7 separate regions of the Mus musculus genome follow, and all the other regions are linked to region 6. Evidence: chromatin contacts called from public Hi-C, HiChIP or PLAC-seq, Micro-C and promoter capture Hi-C data. All regions are on one chromosome and are shown on one strand. The core of a region is the stretch at or near the end of the contact, and the rest is flanking DNA. Distances in the headings are between cores, read along the strand shown.

What was found. Promoter capture Hi-C pulls out the DNA fragments that hold promoters and counts their contacts. A called contact is a pair of places that touch in the nucleus more often than the background predicts. HiChIP or PLAC-seq counts read pairs in DNA pulled down with a chosen protein or histone mark.
Region 1: a Hi-C map of the N1E-115 cell line shows a contact between it and region 6, with 6 times the contacts expected there. The contact joins the enhancer-like site here to the promoter of St6galnac5 in region 6. A contact is called at or near these places in 4 of 39 promoter capture datasets (the 3T3-L1 cell line, frontonasal cranial neural crest, hippocampal neurons and 1 more), 3 of 484 Hi-C or Micro-C datasets (the N1E-115 cell line, cerebral cortex and cortical neurons), 5 of 115 datasets of contacts at active chromatin or transcription factors (embryonic forebrain, embryonic stem cells, forebrain and 2 more) and 1 of 9 other capture datasets (embryonic stem cells).
Region 2: a Hi-C map of cortical neurons shows a contact between it and region 6, with 2.9 times the contacts expected there. The contact joins the enhancer-like site here to the promoter of St6galnac5 in region 6. A contact is called at or near these places in 3 of 39 promoter capture datasets (embryonic stem cells, hematopoietic stem and progenitor cells and second pharyngeal arch cranial neural crest), 2 of 484 Hi-C or Micro-C datasets (cortical neurons and nephron progenitors), 8 of 115 datasets of contacts at active chromatin or transcription factors (SST interneurons, embryonic forebrain, embryonic hindbrain and 4 more) and 3 of 9 other capture datasets (embryonic stem cells, liver and pancreatic islet).
Region 3: a Micro-C map of embryonic stem cells shows a contact between it and region 6, with 3 times the contacts expected there. The contact joins the promoter of Ak5 here to the promoter of St6galnac5 in region 6. A contact is called at or near these places in 2 of 39 promoter capture datasets (pre-B cells and stem cell-derived epiblast-like cells) and 1 of 484 Hi-C or Micro-C datasets (embryonic stem cells).
Region 4: a contact with region 6 is called in an H3K4me3 HiChIP or PLAC-seq map of embryonic hindbrain, with 4 times the contacts expected there. The contact joins the enhancer-like site here to the promoter of St6galnac5 in region 6. A contact is called at or near these places in 1 of 39 promoter capture datasets (liver), 1 of 484 Hi-C or Micro-C datasets (cortical neurons) and 8 of 115 datasets of contacts at active chromatin or transcription factors (astrocytes, embryonic basal ganglia, embryonic forebrain and 5 more).
Region 5: an H3K27ac HiChIP or PLAC-seq map of SST interneurons shows a contact between it and region 6, with 4 times the contacts expected there. The contact joins the promoter of 1700012D16Rik here to the promoter of St6galnac5 in region 6. A contact is called at or near these places in 6 of 39 promoter capture datasets (the 3T3-L1 cell line, the SN4741 cell line, embryonic stem cells and 3 more) and 8 of 115 datasets of contacts at active chromatin or transcription factors (SST interneurons, VIP interneurons, craniofacial prominence and 5 more).
Region 7: a promoter capture Hi-C map of hippocampal neurons shows a contact between it and region 6, with 11 times the contacts expected there. The contact joins the enhancer-like site here to the promoter of St6galnac5 in region 6. A contact is called at or near these places in 4 of 39 promoter capture datasets (the C10 cell line, hippocampal neurons, liver and 1 more) and 11 of 115 datasets of contacts at active chromatin or transcription factors (SST interneurons, embryonic basal ganglia, embryonic forebrain and 6 more).

Annotation. Positions count from the first base shown.
Region 1 is chr3:153,395,282-153,397,981 of GRCm38.p6, reverse strand. The region is part of intron 3 of St6galnac3 (ST6 (alpha-N-acetyl-neuraminyl-2,3-beta-galactosyl-1,3)-N-acetylgalactosaminide alpha-2,6-sialyltransferase 3); the gene reads left to right. Among named protein-coding and RNA genes, the nearest start is that of 1700012D16Rik, 98 kb to the right of the region's middle. Within about 2 kb of position 1,376, at least 6 of the 459 cell types and tissues checked have an H3K27ac peak or open chromatin away from gene starts, as enhancers often do. A contact at or near this core is called in the N1E-115 cell line, where this site is marked.
Region 2 is chr3:153,420,747-153,423,446 of GRCm38.p6, reverse strand. The region is part of intron 2 of St6galnac3 (ST6 (alpha-N-acetyl-neuraminyl-2,3-beta-galactosyl-1,3)-N-acetylgalactosaminide alpha-2,6-sialyltransferase 3); the gene reads left to right. Among named protein-coding and RNA genes, the nearest start is that of Gm46831, 87 kb to the left of the region's middle. Within about 2 kb of position 1,411, at least 3 of the 459 cell types and tissues checked have an H3K27ac peak or open chromatin away from gene starts, as enhancers often do. A contact at or near this core is called in cortical neurons, where this site is marked.
Region 3 is chr3:152,666,931-152,669,930 of GRCm38.p6, reverse strand. Ak5 (adenylate kinase 5) reads left to right here and starts at 1,571. Exons shown (of 14, transcript NM_001081277.2): 1 at 1,571-2,131. The coding sequence starts at 2,072. It overlaps AI115009 (expressed sequence AI115009), which reads right to left. Exons shown (of 4, transcript NR_040386.1): 1 at 2,099-3,000.
Region 4 is chr3:153,350,430-153,353,463 of GRCm38.p6, reverse strand. All of the region lies in intron 3 of St6galnac3 (ST6 (alpha-N-acetyl-neuraminyl-2,3-beta-galactosyl-1,3)-N-acetylgalactosaminide alpha-2,6-sialyltransferase 3), which reads left to right. Among named protein-coding and RNA genes, the nearest start is that of 1700012D16Rik, 53 kb to the right of the region's middle. Within about 2 kb of position 1,408, at least 7 of the 459 cell types and tissues checked have an H3K27ac peak or open chromatin away from gene starts, as enhancers often do.
Region 5 is chr3:153,297,387-153,300,268 of GRCm38.p6, reverse strand. 1700012D16Rik (RIKEN cDNA 1700012D16 gene) reads left to right here and starts at 1,620. Exons shown (of 2, transcript NR_126464.1): 1 at 1,620-1,692. All of the region lies in intron 3 of St6galnac3 (ST6 (alpha-N-acetyl-neuraminyl-2,3-beta-galactosyl-1,3)-N-acetylgalactosaminide alpha-2,6-sialyltransferase 3), which reads left to right.
Region 6 is chr3:152,980,889-152,983,752 of GRCm38.p6, reverse strand. It overlaps St6galnac5 (ST6 (alpha-N-acetyl-neuraminyl-2,3-beta-galactosyl-1,3)-N-acetylgalactosaminide alpha-2,6-sialyltransferase 5), which reads left to right and starts at 1,543. Exons shown (of 5, transcript NM_012028.5): 1 at 1,543-1,750; 2 at 2,453-2,695. The coding sequence starts at 1,736. The region is part of intron 3 of Gm46830 (a long non-coding RNA gene); the gene reads right to left.
Region 7 is chr3:153,457,502-153,460,484 of GRCm38.p6, reverse strand. The region is part of intron 2 of St6galnac3 (ST6 (alpha-N-acetyl-neuraminyl-2,3-beta-galactosyl-1,3)-N-acetylgalactosaminide alpha-2,6-sialyltransferase 3); the gene reads left to right. Among named protein-coding and RNA genes, the nearest start is that of Gm46831, 50 kb to the left of the region's middle. Within about 2 kb of position 1,729, at least 30 of the 459 cell types and tissues checked have an H3K27ac peak or open chromatin away from gene starts, as enhancers often do. A contact at or near this core is called in SST interneurons, forebrain and hippocampal neurons, where this site is marked.

The sequences.
Region 1 (2,700 bases), core at 127-2,626, 410 kb before region 6:
GTCTCGTCCCCCCTGCCTTCTATGGGAGTTTTCCTTTCAAGTCCTTGGACTGTCTCTGTGGTTGCTAAGGCAAGATGCACAGACCTCTCTGATATTCTCGTGGCTCAGAGCCATAACTGAAACCTCACAGGGACTAAGGAGAACTAATTAGGTGTTCCCAAAATACACATCATTTTATGATTTTGCACATCACCGTGATGAAAATAACAGTCTAATTCCATCAAGTCATGTAAATTATAGCGAGGGGGACGATGAGAGGCGGCAATCCTCCCTCCTTCAGAGACGTTAACTCGGTTGTCAGCACATCCACAGGTCCAGAAATCACAAAAAAGAGGCACAACTTTGTAGTGCAAGTGAGGTTTGGTGATCATCTATGGCTTCCATTTCTTTTTTTTTTTTTTTTTTTTTGAATGATATTTTTATTTTATTTTTTTTTCCATTTTTTATTAGGTATTTAGCTCATTTACATTTCCAATGCTATACCAAAAGTCCCCCTTACCCACCCACCCCCACTCCCCTACCCACCCACTCCCCCCCTTTGGCCCTGGCGTTCCCCTGTACCGGGGCACACAAAGTCTGCGTGTCCAATGGGCCTCTCTTTCCAGTGATGGCCGACTAGGCCATCTTTTGATACATATGCAGCTAGAGTCAAGAGCTCAGGGGTACTGGTTAGTTCATAATGTTGTTCCACCTATAGGGTTGAAGATCCCTTTAGCTCCTTGGGTACTTTCTCTAGCTCCTCCATTGGGAGCCCTGTGATCCATCCATTAGCTGACTGTGAGCATCCACTTCTGTGTTTGCTAGGCCCCGGCATAGTCTCACAAGAGACAGCTACATATGGCTTCCATTTCTAAAGTGCGCTTCTATGAAGGGTCTGTGCACATGCAAGCATTCAAGCGTCTGTTAGGAGCTGAGGCAGCTGCATCCCTTCTCATCAAAGATAGAGAGCATCCTGCTTACTAACACACCCACATGCACTCCTACTAAGCTCCTCTACTAAGGAGGGGCGCTCCTGGGTTTGATAGGCAGCTCAGAGAGTAGCTTCATTCATGCCTTCTGCAGATGTCTCCCGAGCACATATTCCCTGGGTGATAAGTAGGTGTCAGACATTGTCCAGATGCAGAGGCGCTGTTGATGTTTGAGACACGTTCTCTGGCTGAGGCTCTGGCATGTGTAGGCAGGTTCTCTACATCCGGTCTCACCTCCTTGTTTTTAATATTTATAAATAACACTCATCAGGATGTCAGTAGGTAGGAAGTGAAAGTAGCTGAGAAACCTGGCCAAGACGAAGCAAATCCCAGCGTGAGTTAAAAAGATGCTGCCCCCAAGGATATGCAGTGAGCCGAGATGGATTCTCGAGGCAAAAAAAAAAAAAAAAAAAAAAAAAAGAAGTCTTATGCTGAAGTCTAGGCTCTACCTCACAGATGGGCAATCCATGGGCTAGAGATTGCATCTGAATTCCCTACAGACCCGTTAGGAAATCAAGACCATGTACTTCTAAAGCCCGGCGTCTGCCCAGAATATGAACTCATAAATATGTTAGCTTAAGTAAAGCTTATGATAATGCACATGAATCATGTTCCTACTTTGAAAAGCACAGACCCCATAATTCAATACTTCTGGGACATCTCCAGATAGCTGCAGGAGTTTTCTCCTTCATTTATTCTCTTAGGCCTTGACTCAGATGACACCTTGTCAGAGAGCCCTTCCCTGGCAACACCCCCTACCACCCCTCTCTGACCTGGGCATCAAACTCCATTTTCCAGATGTCATTTACTACTGTGTGACAAGTTGCAATTTCCACTTACTCTATGAGAGACTTAGGCAAGGGCGGATGGACTCGACGCTCTATCCTGTCCTTCAGAGTGAACCTAACACACAGCATCACCCAGTCCTTGAGGGGAGTGATGTGGCTTTGAGGGATGGTAGCTCATTAACACTAGAAGCAGTGTTAGCCAGGCTCTCTTAGGATTAGATCTCTCATGCCCTGACCTAACCTAGTCCCTGAGATTCTTCGGGCTGAGGGGCATGCAATGCAGTATGCCTTGGTGTGACTTTTCCAAAGTGAACTTTATGCTTTGAATGGTGTGATTTGTGAGAAATGATGTATTTGCTAGTTAGCATTTAATTTGTTTTTCTGTTTTCCTAAATCTAAGACAAATACAATTTCCATCAGAAATTCTGGTAACTAGGGAGCCCATATTGAAACAATATAGTTCTGCTCAAAAGCCTGGAAGGCAAATGTTTCAGTCAGGTTCTGTATTGAGGGGGAAAAATTAAACTATCCCTGCTCAACTTTCTGAGATTTCATATATAGCTCAAGAATCTCCACAAACAAGTCTAGTGGGCGAAGAGAAAGGGGGGGAGGAGATGGGGAGCTAAAAATGAGTCCAGCGCATTTATTTTACAGGCAAGAAAAGCTAAGATCAAAACAAATGTAGTGACTCTGCCAGAAGTCCATGCATTTCTGTGGGGCTTTGCTCCAGGAACCTCTGCCAGGCTGGTATACTGCTCGCTGGCTGCTGTGCCTCCCCCACTCTGGACACCCACGGCAGTGTGGTCCACTGCTTCCTTGTGAAGGATCTCCTATGGCCTTTTAGCCCGAAGAGTCTCAAGGACTAGAACCTGGGGCTCTGATTTTGTCCATTCTGTGGCATGCCATATATATATATATATATATATATATATATATATATATAT
Region 2 (2,700 bases), core at 162-2,661, 440 kb before region 6:
TGCATTTGTATCTATGGAAGCTGTATGGGGATGGCTTTCTTTTTATTTTGATTTTACGTCAATATCTTTCTTTCTTCACTCAGTGGCCTGGCTTTCTTGGTTTCTCAGTACTATTAACAAAATGTGTGCATCAGAATTCCGTAGTTATCGTCTAAAACATTGTCTCTTGTTTTCCTGTGAAGTGGGAAGGGAGAGCCTCCGGATCCATTCCTGAAATCAGCCCGTGGATAAACTTCACATGGGATGGACTTTCATCCTGGTACAGGAGGAGGCTAACAGTGGGTATCAGATACACTGGAACAGGGACTATGGATGCTTTTAACCTGTCATGTGGGTGCTGGGAACTGAATTCCAGACCTCGGCAAGAGCAGTCAAGTGCTCTTCACTGCTGAGCCATCTCTCCATCCCTTCACTGTTATTCCATATGTTTACATAGTCTGTATATATATATCTGCACATATATGTTACATAATCACTTCCCACAGCAGTGAGTAAGGGTCCCCCTCCCCTCTCCCTGCATCCTTGACACCATTGCTATTTATTCCTTATTGACAAATGATTTCCTGGTCATTACACTCTGTGGTGGCCATTTCTATTTATTCCTTATTGATGAGTGATTTCCTGGTCATTTTAGACTGTAGTGGCCATTGCTGTTTATTCCTTATTGATGAGCGATCCCCTGTCATTACGCTGTGGTGGCATATTGAACATCTTTGTCCCTAGCCGAGAGCAACATGCTCTGATAGACACTGAGAACATGCTCTGACACTGAGACCATGCGTGTACCAGTTTTCTTGCTCTCTGTGAAGAGTCTGGATTGTGTATTAGAGCGAATCCTGAGTTATCTTCCTGGAGGGAGAGGAAGAGATCCATAGGGAGGTTGCCTCTGAAGCTGGCCCCTGCTCAGTGTTTCCTAGTTGTAATAGTAGACGATGAGTTATGTCGCTTAGCCAGGGCCTCGGTGGGAATCTTGCGTTTGAGAAGACTCTTCTTTGCCTCCCCTGGTGGAGGTAGCAGGCTCCTTTTGCAGCATGCCTCAGGATTATACAAGTCTGTACCTTTGAGGACCTTCAATTAAAGGGAAATATGTCAACTATGGCAGCCGAGAGCACAGCTTTGTGTTGGCTGTGGTAGAATTATTTCTTGACATTAACAGTTTTATGCAGCCCCATATTAAGTTTTATGTCTCGATATAATGCCACCAGGTAGAAACCAAAGCAAATGCCACATCCCAAATCCAGAGAGAGTTGGAGCCAAACAGCGGGTTATCAAATCTGTATCTTTATGTGCTGTTCCTCGTCACGGGTGATTTAAACCCACAGCTCTGGAAGCTGCAGGAGCTGTATGGTGCAGCTTTGAGGAGGGACGAGGAACCGAGCCTGGCAGCCTGGCTTGGCTGAGCGGATTTCTCCCTAGAACAATCTTCTCAGTTCTTGGCACACTGAGGTTACTCAAAGAAGATGGAAACAGCTTGCTTAATCACTCCTGAAACAAGGGAAGAAGAATTAAAATACATTTTTTTAGTTTGTCAAGCAATGAAAACAATGCCAGCTTGTTAATGCGTCTCTTGTACCCTCCCTTGAAGGGCCTTAAAGAACACGGAGGAGGGGAAAGGCAGAATCTATTCCCTGATGGCGTCATTATTTGTGTGTGGTGTGGCTTCTAAGACTAAAACTCTAGAGATGTGAAGCCGTAAATGACAGCAGAAAGAGAGATTGTCCCCAGGGCTTGTCCTACGTGCTTTGTTCTGATTCATTCAAATTGGTTGATGAAAGCAAAGGTCTCATTTGTCTCAACATTAAAGTAGTAAATTAGCAGTCATCTGGTCCCTAATTGTCCTGGAAGACACTGAAGGTGCAGTAGGGCCCTGTCTCCCCATCTTAATATCACGTTGCTTCAGCTGAAATGAAGCAACTATTAGGGTTGTGCAAAGCAGTGCTTTTAATAATTTAGGCTGCTGGTTAGATTCAAGCATGAAGGGCTTTTGGTTTTTTTGTTCTTTGTCCTGAAATATTTATCGAAGCTCCTGTTTTTATTTGATGTGGACAAGTTTCCTTTCAGGTTCCAAGCTGTAAATGGAAATTCCTATCCAGCACGGGGCTGAGGTAGAGAGCGGGGTGAGAGTTCTCTCCGAGTCTCTTCCCTACCATCTCTGCCTGCTGCTAGGCCCCGGCGTTCACAGCATTGGTCAAATTTCCTTTAGTTCCTTGGTGACCTTTTCTAATCCTGACTGTTTCATAATTTAATGTTTTGACCTTTGTTTTCCACTGAGCGATGTTAGTGATGTATGCAGAGATTTAATGACTGGAAGTCGCTGACAGGTGACCTTTCATCCATGACTATTCCTTTTTGCTGGGGAAACCACACTGGTTTGTAGGTTTTATTTCACAGATTTTAATTGTCTGTAAGCTTGTTCGGAGGGAAAAGAGTAAAGGTTAAGTATTTCATTCTTCATACTGATTAAAATGTAAAAGGGCTGGCAGTTGTCCCAATCTATCATTCAAAAAGGGTAGAGCAATCCGCCCAGCTCACACTGGGAGAAGAGTGATGGAACTTTCCAGAAGGGTTGGTGAGGAGGATGAAAGGAAACCTAGAAAAGTGAGATAGCCTACAGTGAGCTAGCCCACCCACCTGGATGAAGACAGCAGGGGTGTCCTGTGTGTGCACACTCATGTGAAGTGAGCTAGCCCACTCACCTGG
Region 3 (3,000 bases), core at 322-2,821, 310 kb after region 6:
TGGCTACAGTGTGTTTTCTCTGACCCCTCTCTCTTTACTAGGTTGTTGCTGTCACTTGCTGGATTTACTAAAGATACTAAGAATCATGTATCACCTCGAAACAAAAACAAACCCTAACACTAGCAACAGAACCCAGGAAAGAAGGACCTCAAGAAGACCTACAGGAACTGGCCTCTTCAGTCCCGTGTGCTTCTAAGTCGACTAAGCCACCAGGCCCTAGGATTTTCCAAGGACTGTGGAAATGATTGCACAGGGCAGAGATGGCTTTGGCTCCCTCCAAAGCCTGCTGTCAACTAAGTGAGAGGAACATAAGTGGAGACATTCTCACAGAGGACACCAATGTCCTCAGAACTGAAAAAATCGCCCCCATAACATGACACATTATTATGGCATGTGGCTTCAAAAATGTTCACAAATTTTATTTAATTCTCAAAATTGAGCTAATTAAAATTTGATCTCCCGGGCTGGTGAGATGGCTCAGTGGGTAAGAGCACCTGACTGCTCTTCCGAAGGTCCGGAGTTCAAGTCCCAGCAACCACATGGTGGCTCACAACCACCCATAATTAGATCTGATGCCCTCTTCTGGTGCGTCTCAAGACAGCTACAGTGTACTTACATATAATAAATAAATAAATCTTTAAAAAAAAATTGATCTCCCTCCCTCTGCTCAAATAAAGCTGTAGCTTGAGCAACAGCGGCTTATGTGGACCAAGAAATAGGTCCAAGGAAAGATCCTGAAACAGACATTCAAATGGTGAGTTTTTAATTTGAAGCATTTAGAGTGCTGGTTTCTACCAGACCCCAGATGCCAGGAGTCTGTATGTAGCTTTTGCCTCCTTTCTTCCACATACCCTCTCCAGAGTGGGCCCTTGCAGGCAGTTAGAGATCATATTCCCTGGAGACCCAGAGCATCTCTCAAAGAGCAGTGAAAAGACATCTGTGGGAAATGAGTCATCTTGGTAGCTGTGGGGAGGATGGGTGCACCTTGGTCTGTAACTGGGTAGGCACCAGTACACCTCACCAGCCGTCTCCTGTTAGGGCGTTCTGATGGCCCTTGGGCCAGTGACCACTTTGCAGTTTAAAGCAGACCCCAGCTCTCCACCACTCAGTCCTCTCTTCCTCCTTCAGCTCCTCCCAGCAGAAAAGATTCTTTGACTGCTCACTAAATCTTACGCTAAGGATTTCAGGCCTTCTACTCAAATGTTTAAGTTGCTCCAACTTTTCTTAAGGGCTGGGTACTCCAGTGTTAAAAGACCCAACAGAATCCTTCCTCTTTCCCTACTTCCAACTCCCTATCACTGAAAGGCCATTAACTTAAGAATATATGAATTCTCTGACTTGGGTTTTTCCCCCCTGGAAGAGCTCCTGGAGGAGCTCATGATAAGTGGTGTCTGTCTGTCTGTCTATCGTCTGTGGTGTGTGTGGGAGTGTCTGTCTGTGGTAAGTTTGTGGGGGGGGGAGTGTCTGTCTATAGTGTGTATGGTGTGTCTGTATAGTGTGTGTGTGGGGGGGTGTCTGGTGTGTGTGTCTGGTGTGTGTGTCTGGTGTGTGTGTGTGTGTGTGTGTGTGTGTGTGTGTGTTTGTGTGTGTGTGTGTGTGTGTAGAAGCAAAACTGTATCCAGCTCCAATCGCCCGGTTCTTGGCTCCTTGGTGCCCTGGCTGCCCTGGCTGCGTTGCGGGCTGGGGAGTGACTGCAGCCCGCGCGTCCCCACCCCCGCGCCCCGCGCCCGCCCGCGCAGCGTGACTGGCGGCCGCCGCAGCGAGCTCCGGAGGCGCGGGCCGAGCGCGCAGAGCCGGGAGGCGGCGGCTGGTGGCGTCGGCCGCGTGGTCCTCCTCCGCGCCCCTCCCCTGGCGCTCGCGCTGCCTGCGCCCGGGAAGCCGCTGCTGCTCGCTGCTGGCTGGCGCGGGGACCGGCGCGGACGCGGGGGCGACGGGAGCGCGGACTGCACAGCTGCCCGGGAGTCGCTGAGGGGACCCCGGCCTGAGCGCATCCAAGTGAGGGCTGCGCCCCGCCAGCCCCAACCTCGGGAGCTTCCCCTCCTGCTCCCCACTGCACGCGCGCCGTACAGCCATGAACACCAACGACGCCAAGGAGTACCTGGCCCGGAGGGACATTCCTCAGCTTTTCGAGGTAAGAGGCTGGGGTGGCCAAAGGATCCCCAGCGAATGTCCCGAGGGCCAGTGCCCGGCTGCACCTTCCGGTGTAGGGTCCCTAATGAAGGCGCTCACAGAGGCTCGCCGTTCCCTTCGCCCCAGACAAGTCGCCTTGTGCGCTCGGGTCGCTCGGGTCCTTTTCAAATGCAGGCTTCGAAACCCGTATCTTGGGATCAAGTTTCCCTCTTCAAGCTGGGTACTGGATGCAGGCTGTCCCCAGAGTATCCCTCCGAGATGGGCACCCAGAATGGACAGCAGATCGTGGCCTGGCAGCACTCTCTGGGACTGAGGGTCAAGCCAGGTGAGACCAGTGTCGCCCACACGGAGGCAGGACAGGAAACTGAAGGTTCCAGAGTCCTAAACATTCCAGGCGCCAAGCGTTGGGACCCCTTGCAGGGGAGGGAAAGCGTGGACGAAGCGACTCTCCCGGGGGGGACGGCTTGAGGAGAAGGATGAAGATGGAGAGGGAGAAAAAAAACCCACACACGCATATATACACACAGCCCAGCCGATCCAGTGCAGCGCTATCTCCTGGGTCCCTGAAGCTCTAAGCGGCCAGTCAATGAACTCCCGAGCGCGTTTGCTGGTTGCTTGAAAGGTCCTCCCAGCCTCCAGCGCCAGCCCTCGCGCCCACCTACACAGACTGGGTTCGACTGGGAGCGGCCAGACAGGCGTGACTCCTGTTGCTGGCCTCTGCTGGGCTTAGCAGCAGCATCCAGCATCCGCACCAGGGACAGGGGATAGGAATGTGAGGAAGGAGGCTTGAGGAATGAGCTAAAGGTACCTGCTTCCCAGAGAGAAGTCCTGCTTCCTATTATTCTCTCCACATTCCGTCTTAAAACACCC
Region 4 (3,034 bases), core at 159-2,658, 370 kb before region 6:
GCAACACTAGCCAGAATGCAGTCTGACGAGAGGATAGAGAGCTCTGTGGTGCTGAGAAACTGTCACGAGGTGAGAGTCTCCACGGGAGGCACATCACTGGGTGATGACAAGTCTCAGATCGTGAGAAATGTGTGTGGTCTACAGCGTGAAGTTAGAATGTAAGGTAGTCTCCATACCCATGAATAAATGATTGTTACATTCAGAGCTGCTTCATGTTTGGACTTTTCTGTGTCCTGCAAATTTGCAATGCTATCAGCAAGGTAGATTGTAGAGTCAAACTAGATCCTTATCCACCCTGCCCAGTAGCCTAGAAATGAGGCGGGACTCCACCTTGACGCTCATGGGTGGGAGGGAGTCCTGCAGAAGCTGTCGCACTGTGGTGTATGCTTTGACTTTTCATGATCACATGACAGGCTTGACATGAAGAAGTGGAGTCTGTCCTTGCCTTTTCAGTCTGAGTTGTGCCGGTAACACGGGGTAAAAGAGACTCCCATGCTTGTTACAACTCTGAGCCTTGCTTAAACGTTACATGACAGTTTCTTTCCTTGCCCTCCTGAAATCCATAGCTGCTGTATAAAAAGTGAAAGTCCTTGGGATGCTGGATACAAAGACCAGCTATCAGAAACCCAAGGAGGATGAATCATGGGAAGGGACAGACGGGCTGACCCCAGGGGATTCAGCCACTTCAATGGGGATACCAGATGATTGTAGTACCCAGCTTGATTACTGTGGTACCCAAGCTGCACAAGCCAGGACACGTGGATGGAGACTAGCCATTGCCCATGGAATGTGCCCAAGGGCAATGCTGAGCTGAGATCAGTGGTGGTGGTGGTGGTGGTGGTGGTGGTTGCTGGAAGCTTGTGAGTGTGGGGAACTTCTTCATGCCGCAGTCAAGTGTGAAGCAGAAGTGGAGATTACTGGGGCCATTGCTGAGATGCGTAGAAAGACAGGTAGCAGCAGGTGTGGGAGGATGAGGCATGGTGACAGCATCAGGACAGGGGTAAGGCAGGAGCAGCTAGAGGAGCAAGCCAGAAGCAAAGGTGGGTCAGCCGTAGATCCTCTGGAGGCTTTGAACAAAAAGATGGAAGGCTCTTCCCTGGGGGTCTAGCCCAGCATACTTTTTTCTAGCTCTTTCCAAACATACACGAAAACTTTGTTTTTGGCCGCAGAAGTGGAGACATCAGTGTGAGGTGGGTGGAAGGGAGAAAGAGAGGAGAGGGCACGTGTGTAAGCAGAAAGAGCCAGCCTGCCAAACTTACTTTAGTTACAGAAGGCTCCCTCCGAGCAAGTGAAGAAAGCCGCAAACAACCAATGTGACCGTCACCTTTTACATAGCACAGAATTAAATGAAAACCCCAAGTTCAGCTTTTTAAGTCACGGTGGATAGACTCGGCCTTTTGTAGGGTCCTCAAATGCTCTCCCAGGCAGACAGGCTCCTTTTGTTGTTCTGTGCTGTGTGGAGAGGCCACGGGCCCCTAGATGGGGCTTTTCTCCAATTTGTGTGATAGCTGCAAAAAGTGAGAGCCAAAATGGTCTTAGCTTTGACCGGAGCTCGGCACACATTGTGGGATGAGACTCGTGATGATGTTTCTGTAATTCAGACGTGTTGCTCTCAAGCACAGGTCTGTAGACGACTTTTTCTTCGTTACAAGGTCAAAGGTTAGAGATGTCACAGAGTGGGGCAGCCATTCCCACTCTCTGGTCAGCTGGAACTGAGTTCAAGTTTGAGGGTACCTTGTCTTGTACCCTCCTCTGTGAGGTGTGGGTGTGGGTGCTATGTCTGCATCCCCGGCTGTCCTGGTGAGTGACATCGGCGAGTGGATCTTAGTCTCCTAGGAAGCAGTGCATAGCAGCGCACCCTGAGGCCACTCACAGCCCAGCCAGAACCTTCTGTGTGTCTCGGTTGTCACTGACACTGTTTTCTGGTCTGTTGATAAGGAAATAAACACATTTTGATCAGTAAGTTAAACATGACGAACATTTAGCAGCAAATTAGGAACTGAATATTTGCACGAGGCCATTTTACAGTGAACTTGTGTCTTCTAAGATTCGCCATCCTCACCCATGAAGGACATTCTGTAGTATCAAAGAATTTTTGTAAATTTTTAAACAAACCAAAATAGACATTCTGGGTACTTCTTGCTTGTTTGCTTGCTTGCTTGCTTGCTTTTGTAATTTGGGATGTAGGAACATAAGCAGCTGTATTGAGTTCAGGAGCAAAGGGAAATGTCCTGCCAGAATACATCTTTTCCCTGTGCATCTCCCGCCCTCTCACTCTATGGTCACCGCAGCTGTGGTTTTGTGTACAAGACCTGCACAAGGTTAGGCCTCTCACATTTTATCCTGGATAAGAGAGGGCCCCCCAGGGACTCATTCCTCTCTGAGGGACTGTCGCTAATTCACAGATATTGGGAGAGAAGGTGTCACCATCTCCAGTGGTGAAGCCGCCGCTAAGTTTATCCAGTAAATAACATCCCACCCCCAGAGCCACTCAAGCAAGAACCCAATTATCGAGGTGTGCTACGCTCCAAAAGAAAATATGAGACTAGGCGGGAGACTGGCTGAGAAGAAAGTTCCAACAGGAGGGGCAGGGGTGTGACTGACAAAGGTTCATTATGTAAATGTATGAACTGGGAAACTACTTTTAAAATTTTAAAGGGGAGAAAACCAATATTTTAAGGTGGGAGGCAGCAAACTCCATCTATCTACAAGAGACAGAAAAGTAAATAATTTAGCTTTATAGGCCACACAGGACCTCTATCACATATCTGGTGTTCTTAGTTTAGAAAGTCCCCCTTTAAAAACAACAACCATGCAAAGTACAGCTCTTATGGAAGCCACCGATAGATAGACGCTGACCCTGGGTTACAGTTAGTGGACCTGGCTGTGCTGTGAATTTGTCTTGTCTGTTTCCAGGAGTCTGTGGCAGTTAAATGAAGTTTTGTTTTTTTGTTTTAAATGCAAAGACTGCATTAGGTGAATCACATGTAAGAGATTGTACTCTGATTCCGACATATGCAGGGCTTAAACTATT
Region 5 (2,882 bases), core at 371-2,870, 320 kb before region 6:
AGAGATTCACAAAGAAACAACAAGAAGGATGTTCGCCCCAAGGATTTCATACTCACACTAGTAAGACAGACATATAAACAGGGGTCTTCAATGTAGTCATGACTGACTGCAGTAAGAAGAGGTAGTGTGCCCGTGCCTGGAAGCACAGGCCTTGGAGCCTGACCAAGTTTTCAGGGTATGGAGAAGGAAGAGCTCTGGAAGGAGAAGAAGGAGTGTCGGAGGAGGGGCGGTGTGAATCCTGTAGTGTGTTCTGAGTTGCAGCATGAGTATTATAGAGACTTAGAACACCAAGCAGAGGAAGCTGAGAGGTCAGATTTGGAGATGTGGGGACTTGTGTTGGTGTCGGCATTCCCTGAAGCAGGGACTGTGGGTGGTAGATTAGGTAGTCAAGTATTTCTGCGATCCAGGCAAAGAGCTTCAACTTAGGCAGGAATAGATGAGTGGACTAAAGATGGATGACTTGAAGAGGACCTAAGAAAGGCCAACGTGCGGAATGATGGTATGAGGATGGGTGTCCCTCCAGTTTATAATGTACTAATTGAACAATGTGCATTGTAAAGTACACATAATATGCACAGGCATGCAGACAAAGAGTATGATTATTCTCATTGTGTTCATTTTAAAGTTCCTATATGACATGGAGTAGAAGTAGCCAACAATAAATGAAAGTAATACTATGAACTGCAAACAACAGGGCTGAGAAGGAAATTCTGACCTGTAAAGTAGAGACCCAGAAGTGATAGTTAAAACCCAGAGAGGAGAAACAAGATGGATCCAGGGACCCAGCTCTGGAGAGTACACAGAAAGGAGAGCCACAGGTGCATTCTGGGAGGAAGCGGTCAGAGACAGCATCACTTCACACAGGTCAGAGTAGCAGAGGCTCAGAACGGTGTCATGATCAAAACTGAAATGAAAAGTAGTGGGGTTCAGAACAAGGACCTATAGAGATTTAACCTCAAGGTTGAAGATCTATGACGTCCCACTTGTATAGATCCGCGTCTGCAGTGGTGTCTGTGTTCCGTCAGAAAGTGATTGCGGAGAGCGCGTGGGCAGAGTCCTTCCTAGTGGAGAACTTCAGGTGGGAGGGAAGAGCCCAGCAGATGGGACAGTGGCTTTAGGAAGTTCGGGTTCTAGAGTGGGCTGTTCACAGAGTAGAGATGTTTAAGAAAGGCTGGCAGCTGGGAAGGAGCCACCAATATGTCAATATAGAAATGCAGATGAAAGAGGGGGAAAAAAAACGACGCATCGTGCACCCAGAAGAACCACAGGATGGAAGCATGGGATCCAGAAGAAAGGATGGACCGAAGCAGGAGGGATTTAAAAAAATTATACCTATGGGGCTCAGAGGGTGATGAGAAGGAGGAATCAATAAACATGGAGAGGAGGGACAGAAAAGGTCGGTCCTGCCCTGTGACTTCAAGTCAGAGGCCGTCAGTACTGATCCATTCCTCCAACAGGGCTGCAAGATGACATAGGTGGATCCCATCGGGAGAGGCCCCTCCCCTCCCTCCCTCCCCTCCTGGGTTCCCCTTTATTTCCTCACACTGCCACATTGCTTCTCAGAGCCCCGCCCCAAGCACCTGGTCCTTTCTCTCACCTGCATGTCAAAGTTGTCGTTCAGAAGTGCTGGATATCCCGCTGCAATAGACTTCTCCTTAAAGCATCTCCCTGTTGTCTTCCTCCAAGCATGTTGTAAGTTTTTTCACATTCCACTGTGAATGTCTGTAGTAAGTTATTCTGCGATCGACTATGAATGCCTGTGGTCTGGCTAACTGCTCAGCTTTTCATGGGGACATGTGCCCTTTCCGAGGCCACTGAGGCTTTCAAACCTTCCCTCACCACACTCCGGCTGTCTTCCTCTACCCCGTAAACAGATGTCCTCAGCTCTAGCCACATAAGACTCTTCACGTTTGTAAAAAAATGAACCATATTTTTTGAAAGTCCTATGGCTAAATGAATTATCAGGCCACTAAACACCTCCCGGGGCAGGCACGAAGCTCAGCATCTCTACTGCCATCCAGGGTGGGGAGCAGCTGAATGCTTCTGTGGCAGGGCACAGTTCAGGACACACTGCCTTGGTGAATCTCATAGGGGTACATGGTTATGTGTTTTATCATAACAGAAATTTAGGGTGAAATTCCAAAACACTACTTTGTAATATCAGGCTTAAAGGCTATTTACTAATTCCTGCTACAAAAGCAGAAGTGAAGACATAGGCCATTTCCCCACTGTGCCCAAGTCTCCAAACGGACAGAAGGAACAATCCCTAGAGAATGACCTAGCCTTGTGCTTAGATACGGACGCCTTCATCCTGGAGCCGTCAACACACTCAGTGTTCTCACTGCCTTTGTTGCTGTGGTAAAGCACTAAGCAACCCAACTTGGGGGAGAAAAGGATTTACTTGGCTTTCATTTCCACATCACACACCAGGGCAGGAACTGAAGCACCAGCCGTGGAGGAAAGCTGGTTCTCAGCTTGCTTTCCATGGCTTGCTTAGCTGCATTTTTTTAGCACAACCCAGACCTACTGCCTGTAGTGGCAATGCCCACAGTGGGCTGGGCACTCCTCATTATCTAACAAGAAAGAAAATGTTCTACTTTCATGCCGGTCTAACGGAAGCAAGTCCTCAGTCAAGGTTCCTGCTTCTTGGGTGTCTTTAGTTTGTGTCAGATTGGCAAAAGCTAACAAACATGTCCAAGCTGGAAGGGCAAGCTGGAAGGATGGCTGGGCTCTCTGTTCTCTGTCAAGTGTGAATCTAGAACATATAACATTATGCTCTCAGAGACAAGCCAATGTTCTCCTACATTGTCACATCCAAGCTGTGAGCAGTGCCACAAGACTGATACCAGGTTCCAGTGTGACACAAGTGCTCAATATGCAGG
Region 6 (2,864 bases), core at 294-2,793:
GTTTTATCGGTTGCTGGGCAGCTTGCTAGACGGAGGAGAACAATCTGAGGAAGGCAGGGGCTTCGTCTGGCTGCATCTCGAAAGCCGTGTTGGAGAAACACAGATAATCTGCTTGCAATGATTCATCAAGTTGGTCCTTTGTTTCATTAATTTGAGTGTCAAGTGCAGCCATACAATAAAGAATTGCCAAGACCCGATAAGATTCTCCTCTGCCTGCTGCCTTGCCTGTCCAGACAACGGGCACTATTCATGCCCACAGCACACATTGAATAAATAGCTAACCGCACTGCTGGCAGTATCGGATAGTATTTCCAATTTTTGTGTTTTCCTCGAAAGGCTCCATGGTGTGTGCTTCTGTCTCCTGGATGCTCATTACTGAACCAATAATTTTAACTTTGTTAATAGAGTTTGGACATGGGCCTCATACGTTAAAAATAGTCCCCGTTGTGCCATCCATCCAGCGGTAGATTAGAGAAGATTAAAGGGGGAGTTGCAAGGGCTCTCACTGTGCCTGCCCATGGTTCAGGTGGCCTGCTGATCGTTCTTAATGTGATCTTCAACCTCACACGGCTACATGTACAGTGTTAAGAGAGACATTAAGACGACTATGTTCACTGAATAATGTCACGTGGCTGAAATACGTTTTCAGCTAAATTAGAGGTTTAACAAATGCTTGCTCTAATTAGATGTAGGGACAAGAGCATACTTAGAGCAGGCTACTGATCTGAACTCAGCACTGAACAATGATCCAGCTTTTAACTGGAATCCAGGTCCTGATTGTGAAAGTATACGCCACCAGTGCCCCAGACAGCAGGAGGGACGAATCACAGCCTTCAGGATCCTAGGATGCGAGATCACTTTTTATCTTCAACAGCTAATATTTCTTCACTGACATTAGGAAGACTCTACAGTTCACGGTTAATCACATGAATGGGATGCACCGAGTGTTTCCAAAACTTTAAAATCATTTAAATGAGCACCAGGGACTTCGCAGGTTGAGTAGAAATATAAATTGTGTTCTTGGGAGCAAATGATGAATGAAGCCATTTGCATGGAAGGGTACGGTCCAAGGGAAGCAGGAGACTAATGATTTGTCAAAGCAGAATTAGGGAGGGAAAGGACATTTGAAAACAACTAGAAATTATTACAGCGGCGTAATTTTTAAGGAAAACAATCCCATGATCACATTTGCCAGGCTGTAAACACAAATGCAAATTTAAAGAGATCGATTGACATTTGGGAGGCTAACTTGTTTCTTTATTAAAATCACAAACCTGAAAATTTAGTAAATTTTCAAATGGCTACCGTGTTCAGGATCAAACTGGATTCTGCGTCCTTTTAACTTGACAGCCCCATTCAAAGATAATAAATCTTCAAACTAAGGAATGGGTGCACCTTTATGGTAACAGTCTTGCCCCAGAAATTCCACTTCACTGAGAAGATGGTTTGGGGGTTGGGAGGGGGACTGCAGAGGACTCTAGGACCCAGCAGGCGGCGGCAGGCGGCAGTGTGTGGATCGCTAAGACTCGGAGGGTCCGGCTCAGTTTTAATTCTCCTCTAATCTCTGCAACAGCAGCGCTTCCCGGTCCCGCGGCTCCTGCTCCCGCTCAGCTGCCGTCACTGCCAGGTGAGCATCTGAGCAGCCTCCGCCCCATCACCCACCATGGACAACCTCCAAGAAAAAGTGGCTCCGGACGCGCTTGCCTGAGAATTCCGCACAAAAGAGGAGCCCAAAATGAAGACCCTGATGGTGAGTCTGTTGTTCCAACTCTGCCAAGCAGAGGCAAAGACCCCTGGGATTCTGGGTCTCCTAGACCGTTGGGGAAGCCTCTCCGGGTATCTATCTCTGTGCCAAGAGGTCACCTGTCATTGGTGACAACTTTCTACCTGGCTTGGAATCCGGGATGGGCGCTAGGGATGCCTGGGCTCCTGGATCTTTAGCGAGTGATCCAAGGGGCGACTGGAGAGCAGAGGAGCAGGCTGACCTCTCCAGGGATGGAGGGTGTCCCACTGTGACCGCTGGGCACAAACTCAGAGGGGCGGGGAGGAAGCACCATCTTTGACTTTCTTGGTTTTCTTGTCGGATTTCAAACTTAGCGGGGATCTCTGCAGGAAGCCTCAGGGGGGCGAGAAGAGAGGGTGTTTGGAGGGCTGGAATCCGAGCAGCTTAGGTGGAGTCTAGATCCTCCTTCCCAAAGTACCCTGGGCGGACGCGCTCACCCTTGCACTGGTCACCGCGCGCCACCTGCCCTCCACTGTGAGACGCGGGCTGTGAGCAGCGATGCAGGAGCATCCCTGACGGGTGCGCAAGACCGTGTCACCTCTGCTCTCTGGCTGCTGGGAAGGCTGGGGCGGATGCTCCGGACTTGTGCTTGGTGCCAATAAGGAGCCAAGCTTCCCTGGTGCACCCTGAGCCACTGTCTTCTGCTCTCTCTCCCCCGCCCGCCTGCAGCGCCATGGTCTGGCAGTGTGTTTAGTGCTCACTACCATGTGCACCAGCTTGTTGCTCGTGTACAGCAGCCTCGGCAGCCAGAAGGAGCGGCCCCCGCAGCAGCAGCAGCAGCAGCAGCAGCAGCAGCAGGCGGCAACCGCGACTGGCAGCACGCAGCTTGTGGAGAGCAGTCCCCAGCCACGTAGAACCGCCCCCGCAGGACCCCGGCAGCTCGAAGGATACCTCGGTGTAGCAGACCACAAGGTGACAGCTTGTGCGCCGTCCTTCCCACCCGCCGCTCAGCCTGGGCACTCTGTACCCCTGATCCTTCCTCCTTCCTGGGGTAGTGAGCCACCAGAGCAGCTGTTAGTTTGGGGGAGCAGGAAGGTGGTACACCAGTTAGGGCAGGAAGGGCTGCATGCTAGTTGTGACT
Region 7 (2,983 bases), core at 480-2,979, 480 kb before region 6:
TTTTTTCCTAAAAGTGAAGTTGATTCATGAAGTAATATGGAGAGGATAAGACAGCCTCCTCTCCCTCATAAACTAGCCACTCCCCTCATGCCTGGAATGTATACAGTCATAGGAAGTAACTGTCACTAGAATGTGTTGTAGACAAGATGTTAGGTTAGCACACTGAGTTGCATCATGGTGGTTGCCGCCGTGGGTCTGAGACACTCTTCCAAACCTGGCTGGAAGGCGCAGCTCATCCATGAAGCTGTCTCCTCCTTCTCTCTTCCCTCTGTGCTTTGCCTTCTGATGTTTCCATCTTCACTGGCTGATTCTCAGTCTCTCTGAGGATGTGTTCCCAAAATACAGCATGCACTGCCCACCCAAAGATACTCTTTCTTCACAGACTCCCACATACTGATGTAAATGGGACCACCAACAATGACTTCTTTAATGACACCTAAATCAGTGTATAGATGCTTTGTTCCTTGGTTTTCTAAGATTGGTAGGAGTGTGGTTATAGTGTCTGAATGAGGAATGTCCCCCACAGGCACGAGTGTTTGGTGCTTGGTCCTTGGTTGGTGGCACTGTTTCCGCAGTTATAGAACCTTCAGGAGGTGTAGCCTTCATGGAGAAAATGAGTTCCTGAACTGTTTTTGAGCGCTTATAGCTATCCCACTTCTAGATTGAGCTCTGTGCTTTGGAATGAGTTTGGGATCCCCCAGCTCCCAGCTTCCTGCTCTTGCCATCTGGTGTCATGCCTCCCCCACCCGACACCCACCCACCACACACAAGGGGACCATGAGCAATAAGTAAAGAATCTCTTCCTTAAGTTACACTCAGTTGTGACATTGTATCACATGAACAGAAGACTAACTAGTGCAATGACTTACATGGAGAACAGAGGATGCCTTTGAAAGCCTATTTTTTTTTTTTTTTTTTACTAATGAAGCCAAATTTACTAGAATAGATCTTTTTGATCACATCTGGATATGTAACAAAATTGTTTGTGTTTAAGAAATGAAGTAGATTTGTAGATTTGATGCCTCTCTCATCTCTTTTGTTTTTAAGTTTTCTTCTTTTTCTTCCTCCTCCTCCTCCTCCTCACCTCCCCCCTTTTTTTAATTATACAAGGTCTCTATGTAGTTAAGGCTATCCTGAAGTTCACCAGTCTGACCTCGAAATCACAGAGATCCAAGTGCTTGGATAGAAGGCCTACACCACCATTCCCAGCCTTGATGCTTCTATTTTTATTGGAAAGAAAGAGTTCGCTGAGGAAGTTGCATGAGGCAGACATTGACTGGGGGAACAATACAGACTGGGGAGAAGTGGTGGAGAGGCCGGTCTAGAAAAAGGAAAGCTTGTCCACAGGATTTACAGAGCAGATGTGGAACATGCACGACCCTAGGAGGCCAGAAAGCTGTGAGTTGAGCCCTGGAGTCTGGGTTTGGTACAGGTAAATCTGCTTGGGGAGGGTGTGCTGCTGAGCCCAGGGCTTCTTATTCTCTGGCACCTGAGCTCCTCTTTGTCCCTAAGTGACATCTTTTGAGTGACAGTATTTTCTGCTTCCTGTTTTGGTTTTCAAAGCAGCCACTTGGGCAGCACAGTGTGCTAGATCCTGAGAGGAATCTTGTCTGAAATGCAGATTTGGGTTTTGATCTGCATTTTGTAGGTCAATAGTCTCAGTTACTTGGCAGTAATTACAGGGCTCACAAGGCTGTTGCTCCTGAATAATTTATCCTCTGTTAGCTACAAACAAACTCTCCTAAGGAACAGCTCCCTCTCTGGCTACTGTTTTTCCAGGGGAGCGAGGTGGTTCATCCCTTCTAGAGTTGGTCTTGAGTACAGACTCTCCGGTCACAGAGATGTGACCTGAAGCCCACACTGAGTACCAGACACGCTTTTCTCTTCCTAGCCTCAGGCACGGATGACCCCGTAGATGTGTTCTTAACTTGGCATGTGAGGCTTCGGAGCATATCCTTGTCTATTTGTGGGCTTTGGCAGCAGGAAGCAGAGGCGAAAGCTTTTGGTGATGCGCAGAGCAGGCTGATGAAGCGCCGTGCACTGACAAGTCCTCTTCCATCATTTCCATTCGGGTTTTAAATTCCGTGTTTATCCCGTTGTTTGCTTGTTTGCTTGTTTGTTTACTGGTTTGTCCTGAGACACCCTTGTTTTAAAGCCCAGGCTGACATCAGACTGGGATCCCTCTGCCTGTGCTAAAACAGTAAGCATAGCGCAATCTTTCTTTTGTAAGACCATGGGTTCTAGATACTAAATCCATGTCCACATGTTTGCACTTTATGGACCGTGTCATCTCCTTAGCCACTAAACTTTTAAATTTTAATTGTCAAGAAATAGTTGCTTGCATGTTGCCCTGGGGAACAGCATGATTGGTTGACTGACTGATTGATTGATTGATTGATTGATTGATTTGTATGCATTTTGCTACAGCATCACTCACATGGCCAAGATAGTTTGCACAGAACTGCAGTGGGAGGCATGGGAGGGATGTGTCACTGTGGCTTCTATTGCTGTTACAGAGTCTCTGCCAAAAGCAACTTTTCAGGGAAAATGATTTATTCTGGTCTACAGTTCAAGGGTCACAGTTCAAGGGTGCAGTCTCCCATGACGGGAAGTCAAGCGGCATCTGGCCACGTCCTATTCATGATCAGGTGTCAAAGAGTAGTGAGTGTGCATAGCTGTTTCTTCCTCCCCTTCTCTGTGTTCTGCTTCTCAAACCCAGCCTAGGGATTGGCGCCACCCACAAGGATTTCTTCAGGATAATGAGATGCTCACAGACATCTCAGAGGCTCATCTTCCCTGGAGGAAGGGGTCATCATGCCCCCAGGGCAGAGGCTGCAGGCTGTTTATCTTAAAGAGTGGGTTTTGTTAAGTATGGATGAGTGTGTGTATTAGTTACCTTTCCGTTGCTGTGATAAAATGCCATGGCCTAAAACAGCTTACAGATGGTAGAAATTATTCCTGCTCCTGGTTCCAGAGAGGGAAA